2 separate regions of the Mus musculus genome follow, and region 2 is linked to region 1. Evidence: chromatin contacts called from public promoter capture Hi-C data. All regions are on one chromosome and are shown on one strand. The core of a region is the stretch at or near the end of the contact, and the rest is flanking DNA. Distances in the headings are between cores, read along the strand shown. Region 1 overlaps Mybpc1 (myosin binding protein C, slow-type). Region 2 holds the start of Spic (Spi-C transcription factor (Spi-1/PU.1 related)).

The links. Promoter capture Hi-C pulls out the DNA fragments that hold promoters and counts their contacts.
Region 2: a contact with region 1 is called in a promoter capture Hi-C map of macrophages, with 5 read pairs. The contact joins the promoter of Spic here to the enhancer-like site in region 1. A contact is called at or near these places in 13 of 39 promoter capture datasets (the 3T3-L1 cell line, 3T3-L1-derived adipocytes, the HPC-7 cell line and 8 more), 2 of 484 Hi-C or Micro-C datasets (B cells and cerebellum), 4 of 115 datasets of contacts at active chromatin or transcription factors (CD8 T cells, bone marrow-derived macrophages and embryonic stem cells) and 3 of 9 other capture datasets (adipose tissue, liver and pancreatic islet).

Annotation. Positions count from the first base shown.
Region 1 is chr10:88,575,772-88,582,246 of GRCm38.p6, forward strand. It overlaps Mybpc1 (myosin binding protein C, slow-type), which reads right to left. Exons shown (of 29, transcript NM_175418.5): 3 at 6,236-6,277. Among named protein-coding and RNA genes, the nearest start is that of Mybpc1, 26 kb to the right of the region's middle. Within about 2 kb of position 3,065, at least 16 of the 459 cell types and tissues checked have an H3K27ac peak or open chromatin away from gene starts, as enhancers often do. A contact at or near this core is called in the HPC-7 cell line, bone marrow-derived macrophages and macrophages, where this site is marked.
Region 2 is chr10:88,681,713-88,688,347 of GRCm38.p6, forward strand. Spic (Spi-C transcription factor (Spi-1/PU.1 related)) reads right to left here and starts at 1,311. Exons shown (of 6, transcript NM_011461.3): 1 at 1,263-1,311.

The DNA.
Region 1 (6,475 bases), core at 1,815-4,314:
CCAAGTCTTTGCTGCTACCATAGGTCAATGAATTAATGAGTTCAAAGTTGGGCCGGGGAGTCATCCTAACCTGGAGGTAGGGCACTCGGCGGAGAAGCCTCATCTTCCTCTGAAACAAGAAACAGGAGGAAAAAGTCAAGGAGAGAAGAACTTCATCCACGTAACCTGGGGAAGAAGAGTCTGGAAAAGAAGAGAGAGACTACACAGAGCATTTTCAATCGCTGAGTGAACCATGGGAGACTTCGCACCTGCTGGTAACCTTTGAGAGTGTGGGCAAAACCCAAACCAAACAGAAGGAGAATACAAAAATGGTGTGAGAGCTAGATAATTCAAATGAAAACATAGATTTTTTTTTAAATGGAACTATGCCAGAGTTTTTGTGACTGTAAGTTAGTGGGAAAATAATGGAGGGGGTTTCCAAGTTTTTTTTTTTATTTCATAGATGAAATCAATGGCAGATGTTATTCATATATCATATTCATTTAGACCCTGACATGCAAGCTTTTAGGGACTATTTGAGAACTGTTTCCACCCAGTGAACCCCAGAGTTTCCTGTCTGTATGTAAGAAACCGAAATTCAAGTTGATGGATATAAATTAATCAGTTTTATTAAGTTTAGTGATCATCATCTTCATAACTTCACAGCCATTTCCCTAAGATGGTATTGGTCCTTCCAGCACTACGTGATTCAAAAATTACTCATGCAAATTTATAAATCCCCAGATATGTTGTGTAGTACTTAAATGCTCAGAGGCACACTGAAGTGTGCCCCTTTCCGACATACCTATATAGCAACATGCATACTTTGCATGCTTAAAGAGGCAGCTGGTAGTATTGGAAGCTTTGACCCTTCCTCCCCAAAGCATGCAGGCTAGGGTTTGAATAAATAATATACATTGTCACTTTTCAAAATAGGGCCTCAGAGGACCTTAGTTGACCTCATACACAGTATACGGAAGATCCACGTACCCACAATGTTTACTACAAGCAGTTTAAAAATTACTGAGAAGGTAGGATTTTGTGTGATCTACTTAAATATTTACCACAAATACTATTTTAGTGGCTCTACATTACTTTCAACCAAGGATAAATCTTACCATTTCTTTAAACAAAATATTACAACATAGTCATAGAGACACCCTGGTGTTTGTTACTTCAAAACTCGGGAGCAGATTCACCTGGGTATAAAACTTGGTCTTGCTCAGTGGAAGACTTTAGTGATCGGAGAGGGTTGGAAAATGCTGGACTGGGCATTTATATTTTATTGTGTTGGTTTTTTGCTTGTTCACTGGCACACATGTGGAAGCCCTCAGTGAGTCCAGGCGCACCAGGAGTGGACACGAGACAATGCACCTCTTAAACTCATTTCCCTTTGGAATTCTCTTCCCTTGGAATACTCATTAGCATTCCAAAGACTGCACATTGATAGCTACCTCTGAACCATAAGTATAGAGAGCTGACCTGGAACTCACGAGCCTTTAGCTGGAAATCTTCCTCCTTTGGCCTCCTGAGAGCTAGGCTTACTAGTTCTCATCTCTATGATGGACCTTGGATGCTGAAAATCTGACCTTAAACTCTCAAATGCTGGCCTGATTGAGTTTAACTGAATTGGGTAAAAAAAAGAAAACTTTAACTTTTATTTTATCTACCATTAAAGGCAGCAGGCTGTGTCCCCTAGCTGCACAGAAGGGCAATTTAACAAAGCAGACCTTTTTTTTTTACCATGGGAAAATAGCAGCTGTAGAGTCATGACAATGCTGGCTAGCCAACTGAAGTCTCCCAGGAAGAGGTCAGAGGAGAGAGAGGATTCAGCCACCCTCACAACCTAGGGTCTCAGTGAGGTGCCCATGAGTCCTCCGGGTTGTGTGTAATCCTGCTGTTAATCACAGCCATCCCAGAGCCTGGAAGGCATAGTTTCAGGCTTTGTTGGGCATACAATTATTTCTACCAGGCTGTCCTTGAACTCAAAGTGATCCACCTTGCTTTTGCCTCCCAAGTGCAGAGTTTGAAGGTGAGTGCCACTGTGCTGGGCTTCCTGTCATTGGTTGTCAATTGCCTGTTAATGTAAAAAGTCACAGGCAACGTAAACCTCCAAGAAAGATTGAGGCTTTAGAATGAAGATGGAAAGCATATAAAATATACAAGGTTCATAACAGACATCAACTACATATGATATAGCTTGTCTGACTTAGGCAAATTCAGGAATGTTTCAAGTACGGCAATCATGTCCAGAATCACAACAGCAACAATAAAATATTGGAAGACAGCAATACCAGCTAACATTAATTCATGATATTTTGAGTCATTTGATTAACTTATACTGTTTAAAACATCATATGCCTTTACATTTTGATGCTTACAAAACAAATCAGTATTCATCTTATCACAAATATGTATATTTAATAAGTTTTTCCCCCTCCAAACCTATTAGGTCAATGTTATATTTTCTAATAGTTGTTTTAGAATTGGAAAAAATACAATGATGCTAGTTTCTTAACAAAGTCCATTACCGTGAAACTATGATATTAGATGCCTATGGTAGTTTGAATAGGAATGCTTGGTCCACAGGGAGTGGCATTATTAGGAGGCATGGCCTTGCTGGAGTAGGTGTGGCCTTGCTGGAGGAAGCATGTCAGTGTGGGGGTGGACTTTGAAGTCTCATATGTTCAAGCTATCCCCAGTGTGGTACACAGTCTCCTTCAGCTGCCTGCGGATCAAGATGTAGAACTCTCAGCTCCTCCAGCACTGTGTCTGCTTGCGAGATGCCAAGTTTCCCTGCCGTGATGATAATAGACTAAACCTCTGAAACTGTAAGCCAGCCCTAATTAAATGGTTTTCTTTATAAGGGTTGCTGTGTCTCTTCAGTCATGGTGTCTCTTTACAGCAATTAAACAGATACTAAAACAATATCTAAAGGTAAATTGCTTAAATACATTTAAACAAGTGAGTAAAAAGCACCAGGGTGTTGTTATTGTAGGCATAAAGGAACCTAAATGAAGAAAATGAGTTAATGGTTCCTTAAAGACATTGCATCTGTCAGGAGAGCAACTCGGAATATCTGCTGACTCATTTCCTCATGTGCCAGTCATGTGCCAGTCACAATCGTGCCAGGAGGAGAGACTTCTGCTTAAGTTATTCGAGAGATTTATTTTTTGACAGCTTAATGTTAATTCCTGGGAAAGGTAAATACATTTTTATTTTCTTTATAGCAACGACAAAAGGCAAGCATTTTTCTGGAAAGAAACCAAAAGGAACAGTAATTATTTTAACCAAGCTTTCTGTTTTATATGTGTGTCTATGTGTGTTACATACACACACAAACACACACACACAAACTGAACTAATAGGATATTTAAAACATTATTTTTGGAGATAGGGTCTTACTTCTTAGCCCTGGCTGGCCTGGAACCCAGGTTTCCTACTTCAACGCCTCAAGTGCTAGGTTTATAGGTGTGCACCACTGTGACTAATTCAGAATCTCCTAATATGTTTGAAGAAGTTGGCAGATATAGCTAACACCCCAATTATAAGGTTAATATGAAAACCAAGCAACTCTCCTTGGCTACAAAAAAAAGTATTTTTTTTTCTCAGAAAAATTTGAAGTTGTCCCAGAATAATTCAGTCAAAATTAATCTTTTAACATTTTTTCCTTTGTTTTCAGTGTTATCTGTATGGAGGGTATGCCTGAACCTTGTGTAAGCTGTGCCTGTAGAGGCCAGAAGAAGTTGTTATAGCCCTAGGACTACGATTACAGATAACCTGGGTCCCCTTAGAAGGCCAATATTACTCACTGAACCATCTCTCTAGGGCAGCAAAATATTGTTAAAAGGGATAGACTTAGAACTTATTTATCAAATATATTTTAACTGTTCAGAGGATGAGAGGACATAGTAATAAAAGATAGCAGGGTAAGTTCAGAACTAATTTCCATTTTTGGAAGTTTCAAGCAAGTTGTTCTATATTACCCTCACCAACTGTATGTATGCAGCTTGCCCAGAAAGTGAGAAATAGGAATAAAACTTTATCTAAATCGACAGTGTTGGTATGGTCAGTGGGTGAGCCAGTATGGAAATTCAACTGTTGATTCACTCTGCAAGTACTTATTGGGAGGTTGTCATGTGAGCCTCTGTGACAGATGCCACTGGGAATGGAGATGAGGAGACCAAAGAGGTGTTAAGACACCGTGCCTGACCATGGAAAAGCAAGCAGCTGGTTAGGGAAAGGGGTCAAACATTAATACATGACTAACTAGAGACAGCCGTAAATGGCGGAGGCAATGGGTCCAAGAAAAATCAGGAGGGAGACAGAAGGGTGGAAATGAGCCAGATGGTCAGGGGCGAGTTGTCAAAGGACTGAAACCTTAGTTGGATAGTTTAAAAAAAAATTTTTAAAGACCAAGAGTAGGATGGAGCAAGCAGAAGAAGACGTGCTAGGTAACATTGGAGGGAGGTGTGCTGCTGGCAATTCTACTTAGCCTACAAGCTGTTCCTTTCTTATTGCTCAGTATTTTCTTTGAAATCTCCCTTGTCCTGGATGCAAATGGGCGGTAGTCAAAGAAGATGGAGAATAAAATCAAGCGATTACCTTGGCTTTCTTATTTAAGCATGGGTACTACTTTTTATAGGAAACCAACTTGCTTGCCAAGTATGACGAGTAACTCTTTAAAAACAAAAACAAAAATAAAAACAAAGCAGGCAGTTTATGAACCTGGGCATATGACTGTAGGTAGTCATACCTTCAACTTCTATAAACATAAGAAGAAGGAAAAAGTGCTACAAAATGAAGAGATTCCATCATCTGGACTTATTCTTTTATTACACTCGTTTTCTGTAAGGGAGTGTCTGGCGACTGGTTGCTTTTAGTTTATAGAAAATGTATTTAAGCATACAAATAGAGTAGGATGAGCTTTGCAGATTGAAGCTCAAGCCCAGGCTTTGTTTAAACCATGACAGCTTGCCCATCTGGCATTACGTCATCTGCTCTGTTGGTTCAGCCTTACAGGTTGGTCCAAGCACCTTTCCAAATTAGGAAGCAGAGGTATACTCCGTTGGTCTTGTTGAGAATAATGTTACAGTAACTTCAGCCAGGATGTTCAAATCGCCTTGAACACATATCATGGAAAGATTTCCAGGAGTTTGCACTGTCTGCATTCTGTAAGAAAATAGCCTTGAACTATGGCCAGGTAGCCAGGATTAACATCCGTGGTACTGTCCGTGGGCACTCCTGAAGGTCAGGACGAAGTGCAATGTGCTAACACTGTGGGTTCATTTACAAGAGAGCAAGTTCAAGTTATCTGAAGGGAAGCCAGTGTACTGAAAGAAAGGAAGATGTTGCTAATGTGTAGGAAACAAATACACAATTAACAAGCTTTGACCTGTGTTCAGGAAAGAAAAGATTCTTATTGTAATCAGAAAACAATCATTGTGAAATTTAAACCATATTCTTCATTACTCAAATAAATCTTCACGCAAAAAAAATGATGATGCAAACATATATAAGGTAAAAGTGCCCATCAGTTTCCAAGAAGACTTTTCTCCGTGGGAGGCTATTACTCCTTAGCCTGAAAGAGATGACCCGCCATGATGACTTCAGCCACAGGGAATCAGAGAAATACATGTTAACGACCATTTCCTTTCCAAAATTGTACTGTCTCTACAAAGTGCAGAACGTGGGTCAATATCACGCCAATAAGTGGGTTTTCAATTCAGTAAGCCGCTGCATGATGTCGATTGAGTGGTTGACATGTCGGGTATCTAAAATCAGTATAGCTCTGGGAGTATGTACTCAAGAGTCATGAAGTCTTCACGGTTGCTAGTGCAACCTGAACTAGTTCACATAGGACTCACATAGGACTCGAAGCCTGGCAAGCCTCTTTGGAACATCTAGATAAATCAGCTGATTTTCACAACCGAAACAAACCAGGATCAAACGGCTTTTCTCTGATGTTCAATGGGACTCAGAAATGACCAACTCATCAACTCCAGCACTGGCTTCTCCCTGACTGGGTGTGACCTTGTTTTGTGGTGACTTTCCTTTGTTTGGAAAAGTGTGTGTGACAACCACACACCAAAGCATCATTTGGTGATGCTGATTGGATCTTGCAAACGAGGAACGGGATACCACACAGATGAAAGCTAATGTGGAGGAAATGTCATTGGTCACATCGAGCCCAGAAGGACCCCTTCCTGTTCTGGCCTTGATGAATTCAGCCTAGCTCTCCCTCCCTCCCACTCACCTTTTGCTGGAGCGGTTCCCGCCTCTTTCTCTTTATTTGGTTCTGTGTGGAAAGTACAAGCACATCTTTAAAAGTGTCTTACAGCACTTGACTGGGTGATGATGAGTGGAGGGAGAGGGAGAGAATAAATGATTATGTTAATGATGGCTACATCGTCATTACGCTGCATATTAATTGGGAGTTTGGGGATTGTAGTTCAGACTCACTCTAATCTTTAATCAAACAAGTTAATAAATGTGA
Region 2 (6,635 bases), core at 61-2,560, 100 kb after region 1:
ATTGATGACACAGAAATAACTGGAACATATTTAAGAATTCCAACGACTTATTTTATACACGGGGCATGGTGGTGTAGAGTTCCAGTAAACACTGGGTTTCTGTGAGTTAGAGGCTGTGTGTGACTTTTTCTTTTTTTCTCAAGGAAGAAAGATTCACGCTATTATTATCCCTTCTTGAGATTTGTATTTTCTCTAAGACACCGGTTGTCAGAGATGACCTTAAGTTCTCCATCCTCATGTGACTTGCTGAATGGTGTAACAAAGAAAAGCCACATAAGAAAGTGTGGGACTTTAACACAGATTACTTCATCATTAAACATAGGCTCAAGTTCTTACCCTGTAATCCTAGCTGATACTCTTTAGTATTACTTAATATTCAACATTTAATACTGATTAATACAGTGAGATGACAATACATCATCTTTGCACTAGATCACTTAAAAGAAAACATAAGAAGCCAGGCGTTGGTGGCGCACACCTTTAATCCCAGCACTTGGAAGGCAGAGGCAGGCGGATTTCTGAGTTCGAGGCCAGCCTGATCTACAGAGTGAGTTCCAGGACAGCCAGGGCTATAGAGAGAAACCCTGTCTCGAAAAAAAAAAAAAAAAAAGAAAGAAAAAAAGAAAAGAAAATGTATAAATTATAGTTTAGGCTATGTTCTTTTTTTGGGGGTGGGGTGGGGGGTGATCTCTTTACTCTTTTCACACAATGACAGTGTAGCCTGGTCTAAGATCACACACTCATTCTGTAGTCCAAACTGGTCTTAAACTTGCCAATCTTCTTGTATCAGCCTCCCAAATGCTGAGATTGTCGTCGTGCGCTAGCCCACCCATCAAATGAATACTATCAGTGTTAGGTATTTTTTAAAAAGCCATTCATGACTTTTAAACTATGACCTCACCCTGTAGTGCTGAAGGTTATTGTATTTTGAACTCACTCTTTAACAGCGCCTAGAGTATGAGAATAGAAGCAAACTCTTTTTACTAGCTCCCGAAAACAAGGTTTCTATGAACTGTAAATAAAGGAGCTTAATCAGTTTAATTAGAGTTTGTGTTATAAAGACCCACAGCCTCTACAGCCTCAAGCCTGCCTTTCCATTCCAAGCAGTATTTCAACTGATGATTCAGCTTTAGCTTATCAATGGCTTACTATTTCTCGCAGCGGAACAGACAGTAAAACAATAGCCCAAGAAACATTCATCCCAAGGAGAAAATGGAACACTTAATACAAAGGTTCAGGGAAGACATAAACTGAACACTTACCAGGAAAACCAAGTGGCGATATCTGTACTGAAATGTCAAGGACGCTATCAACAACACCCTGGCAGAGTCGCATTAAATAGCTATTTTTTAAGGAAGTGCTGCAAAGGGGATTTTTTTTAAAAGGCACAGTGCCTGCATAATTCTACTTCTTGATGTGACCAAGTAAGACACCAGGGGCTATTATTTTGAAAGGACATGTAATAGTTAGCATTCTCTGGGGCATTAGAATCAAACTCAAGGCTCAGCACCCAGTCCCCACAACATTCTCCCCCCCCCCCCAACACTCCACTCACTCCTCTGAGCTGCTAACTCCATCCAGAAACCTCTGACCTTAGCCACCCCTCTTTTCTCACTTATATCATCTCTCCCAGTTTTGGACTTCACACTCTAGACTATGGACTTCTTCTCAACAGCCTGCCTACGAGCCCTTTAGATCAGGCTCCCCACAATAAACCAGCACTTGATTGTAACCCTTCCTTTGAGACTTAGAGCCCCAGCCCCCACATGACAGCATTTGGTGTGACCAACCTAAAGCTTAGTTCTCACAGTTGACTCAAGAGGGAGTTTAAAGGAGACCTGAGACAAAGTCAAGACTCTTACGTTCAAACCTGATGAGCTACGTTCAGCTCCCAAACTTACAGAGTGGAAGAGAGAACTGACTCCTTCAAAAGACTAATTGTAGTATCACACTCAGTATCAGGCTTACGTACTACTCAGGAGAGGCGGGAGGACCACTGTACGTTTAAGAACAGCCTGGGCTACATCACATCACAAGAAGGAAAGGGCTACAACTCAAGAAAAGAAAGGAAAAGAAAAGGGGAGATGACTCAGAAGTTAAGAACACTGGCTGCAGACTGGAGAGATGGCCCAGCCGTTAAGAGCACTGACTGCTCTACCGAAGGTCCTGAGTTCAAGTCCCAGCAAACTACAAGGTGGCTCACAACCATCCATAATGAGATCTGACATCCTTTTCTGGTGACAGCTACAGTGCATTTACATATAATAAATAAATCTTTGGGCTGGAGCAAGCAGGGCTGGAGCTCAATTCCCATCAACCATATGATGGCTCACAACCATCAGCTACAGTGAGCTCTTCAGCTATAGTGTGCTCATCAGCTACACAGTGTGCCATCATCCACAGTGTGCCATCATCCGCAGTGTGCCATCATCCACAGTGTGCCATCATCTAGTGTGCCATCATTCACAGTGTGCCATCATCCAGTGTGCCATCATCCACAGTGTGCCATCATCCACAGTGTGCCATCATCCACAGTGTGCCATCATCCGCAGTGTGCCATCATCCACAGTGTGCCATCATCCACAGTGTGCCATCATCCACAGTGTGCCATCATCTAGTGTGCCATCATTCACAGTGTGCCATCATCCAGTGTGCCATCATCCACAGTGTGCCATCATCCACAGTGTGCCATCATCCACTGTGCCATCATCCACAGTGTGCCATCATCCACTGTGCCATCATCCACAGTGTGCCATCATCCACTGTGCCATCATCCACTGTGCCATCATCCACAGTGTGCCATCACCCACAGTGTGCCATCATCCAGTGTGCCATCAGTCACAGTGCGCCATCATCCACAGTGTGCCATCATCCAGTATGCCATCAGTCACAGTGTGACATCAGCCACAGTGTGCCCATCACAACCATCTGCCATCTGTACAGCTACATGGCGATGCCCAGCCCACCCTGCATCTCCTGGTCTAAACACACAAAGTGTGTGTCTGTGTGTGTGATAGAGAGAGAGATGGGGGGAGGATAAGAGAAGCAAGAAAAGGAGAAGGAGAAAGACCTAGAAATCTAGACTATTCTCTTTCCTTGGCATTGAGATTGCTTTACACAGAAGGGCACCTAAATGATCCACTCTCTGGATAGCTGATGTTTCTCAGATACTGCAGGCATGGATGAAGAGCAGCAAAGCTTACTTAGCTCTAAGGTTAGGTACACACCCTTCCCATGCATCCAGTTCACTTACCTGTCCAACACTGTGTCCGCCAGTGCAAGATGGGGACAAACTCCTCTGGCATCCTCTGGTTTGACTGACACAGACTTGACTTGGACCTACTTTTAAGCACTTTCCCATTTGGCCGGGGGACATCCAAACAAGCAAGTAAACAAAAGAATCAGTAAATCTTGTGGGTGGGAAGGTCAAGAAGGGCGTGTGCTCACCTTTGAGATGGAACAAGTTTCCTGCCTGAGACTGTCTGTCATGCAAATACAGTGAACAGCTCCTCTTATCAAATGTAGACTTTAAAGTAACAAAGTAGAACCCGAATCTCTCACGTTGGTTTATTTTTATTGGATCCCAAGCCCCACCAAGTCTTCCCCCATGTTGGAGACATACAGTTTTTTGTTTTTTGGTTTGTTTTTTTGTTTTTGTTTTTTTGTTTTGTTTTGTTTTGTTTTTCGAGAAAGGGTTTCTCTGTGTAGCCTTGGCCTGTACTTTCTCTTCTCATTATTGCCTCTTCTGATTCCTCCCAACCTTGGCCACCATCAGATGGTGGACATTTGAAACCCTCATGTAAAAGGGTTTTTTTCTTTTTGGTTTTGTTTTTTTTGTTGTTGTTGTTGATTGTTTTGGTTTTTTCGAGGTGGGGTTTCTCTGTGTAATCCTGGCTGTCCTGGAACTCACTCTATAGACCAGGCTGGCCTCGAACTCAGAAATCTGCCTGCCTCTGCCTCCCAAGTGCTGGGATTAAAGGTGTGCACAACCACTGCCCACCTAGTTGTGAGCCACCATGTGGTTGTTGGGAATTGAACTCAGGACCTCTGGAAGAACAGTCGGTGCTCTTAACCACTGGGCCAGCTCTCCAGCCCCATCTAAAAATTTTAATACAGATTTGAGACTAGGACAGTGGACTTCCCTGTAGGAACATCTCTTCTGAAGCACAGACTCCATGGCTGGAGAAATAGAAGACACAAATTGTAGCCAGAAAATCTACTTGAGAAGACAAAGACATGACCAGTGATCCCTGCAGTAAAAACAACTGATGGGAACACAGTTTCCTCTCTTGCTCCTCTGGCCTTCTCATTTCCTTTTGTTTTGTTTAAACTGTATCCACTTGTGAGATGGCTTAGCCAGTAGAACGCTTGCCTCCAAGCCTGATGACCTGAGTTCAACACTCTAGGACCTCTGCTCAGCTCCCTTGCTTCTGTCCTTCATGGTCCCTGGTGACTCCTCCCATCCGGCAGCATTTTAAATTAATGTAAGAGCACTAGGGCTTCAACAGAGTGTGGTGATACACTCAGAGTGATTCCCAGCACTCTGGAGGCTGACACAGAGAATTGCTTTAGTGATAGCCTCAAACAAACAAACAAACAAACAAACAAAAAATAAATAAAAGGGAAAATACATAACTAAACTAGCATAGACGTTGAGGACAGACCGGAGAAGCAGTCGGGCGCTCTTACCCACTGAGCCATCTCACCAGCCCCTCTTTTTTCTTTTCAAGTCTCATAATGTTTGGTCTAGGCTTTTATTTTATTACATTATGGTTTCTGATCTTGTTTCTTTATGAGGTCTCTCTGTGTGTGAATGCGTGTCTCTAGGTTATATATATTCTTATGCTTTTCCTTTGTTTTCTTTTTTTTTTTTTTTCAGGTGCCTGCTTTCTAATGAAAGGGTGTAGATTTTCGAAGTGGGGAGAATCTTTGGGGAGAGGAGAACCTGTAATCAGAATATATTGTATGAAAACAAAAACTAATTTCAATTAAAAATAATTAGTTATATAAAGACTTTTTTTTTTTTGAGACAGGGTTTCTCTGTATAGTCCTGGCTGTCCTGGAACTTACTCTGTAGATCAGACTGGCCTCGAACTCAGAAATCCACCTGGCTCTGCCTCCCAAGTGCTAGGATTAAAGGCATGCACCACCACTGCCTGGCTGACATACAGTTTTTATTTTTCCATTTATCAATATAAATATATATTTTGGAGATCTTTACTCTGTAGGCATTGTCTTGGGTCTAAGAGCCAAATCTCAGGATGAATTCTAATTAGGAAAGAATAAATATTCTCTAATCGGGAGAATAAATAAGGTATTTTAAAAAGTGGGCTTGGTAGCACATGCATTTGATCCCAGGATTAAAGGATTACAGGAAGATTTTCCTGTGAGTTGGAGGCTATCCTGGTCTAGGGAGTGAATTTCAAATAAACAACATATTGTAGCCTTCGGACCTGGTGCACATGCCTATAATCCCATGTTTGGATAACAGAACAACTGACTTCAAATTCAAAGCAGTTTAATCTTCAAAGCTAAGATTCTCTGCACATGAAGCCTCACAACTCTCATCCCCACAATTTGTGCAACTGAGGAATAGCTTGCCTTTGTCTTCGAGGCTAGTCTGAGCTACATAATGAGTTTCAGGCTTGTCTGGGTAACATTGCAAGACCCTGTCTTGCAAAACACAGAGAGAGGGGTGCAAAGTGGGGAAGGGACAGTGAGCAGGATGGAGATCTAGCATACTCAAGGTACAGAACAAAGGCTAGAGAATGGGTCGGGGGTGGGAAGGAAAGGTGAATAAGAAACAAAGTTGGTAGAGGATAAGGAGGCAGGAGCTAGCCCAGTCCCAAGGGTTCCACAGAAGCTGATCTTTTGTCTCAGACTTGGCAGCATTTTAATTAATTAATTAACTAATTAATTAATTTTTAAGGGAAAATGGTTTAATCTCATAAATCTACAGAAATATGCAAACAAGGTGAGCACCACTAAAACCCATCCCTGGTCCTAGATGCAACTTTTAGTCTAAGCAAGAGTTGAAGGACAGAGAAACCCTGTCTTGAAAAAAACAAAACAAAACACAACAAAAACAAAAAGGAAGCTATTATTAGTATTATTCACTGTCTGTAGAAACTTCACATCTCATGTGTGTAATTGTTAAAGACCTCAGCCAGTGTTTCATCAGTGTATTAGAGTCAGCGATTCTCATGACTTCAGGATGGAGAAGGAACAGTCCTTGCTCATTGTCCCTTTGAAAGTGAATGGTTGGCAGGGCAGGTCTCAGCCTCTTCTTGCTTGCAACCCAAAATCAATTCCTGTACTTTCTCTTCTCATTACTGCCTCTTCTGCTCCCTGCCAACCTTGGCCACCATCAAATGGCGGACATTTGAAACCCTCATGTAAAAGGGTTTTTGGGGTTTTTTTGTTTTTTGTTTTTAATATTTATTTGTTTACTATATATAATTACACTGTAGCTGTCTTCAGACACTCCAGAAGAGGGCATCAGATTTCGTTACGGATGGTTGTGAGCCACCATGTGGTTGCTGGGATTTGAACTCAGGACCTTTGGAAGAGCAGTCAGCACTCTTAACCGCTGAGCCATCTCACCAGCCCGGTTTTGTTTTTTTATGTTTATTGTT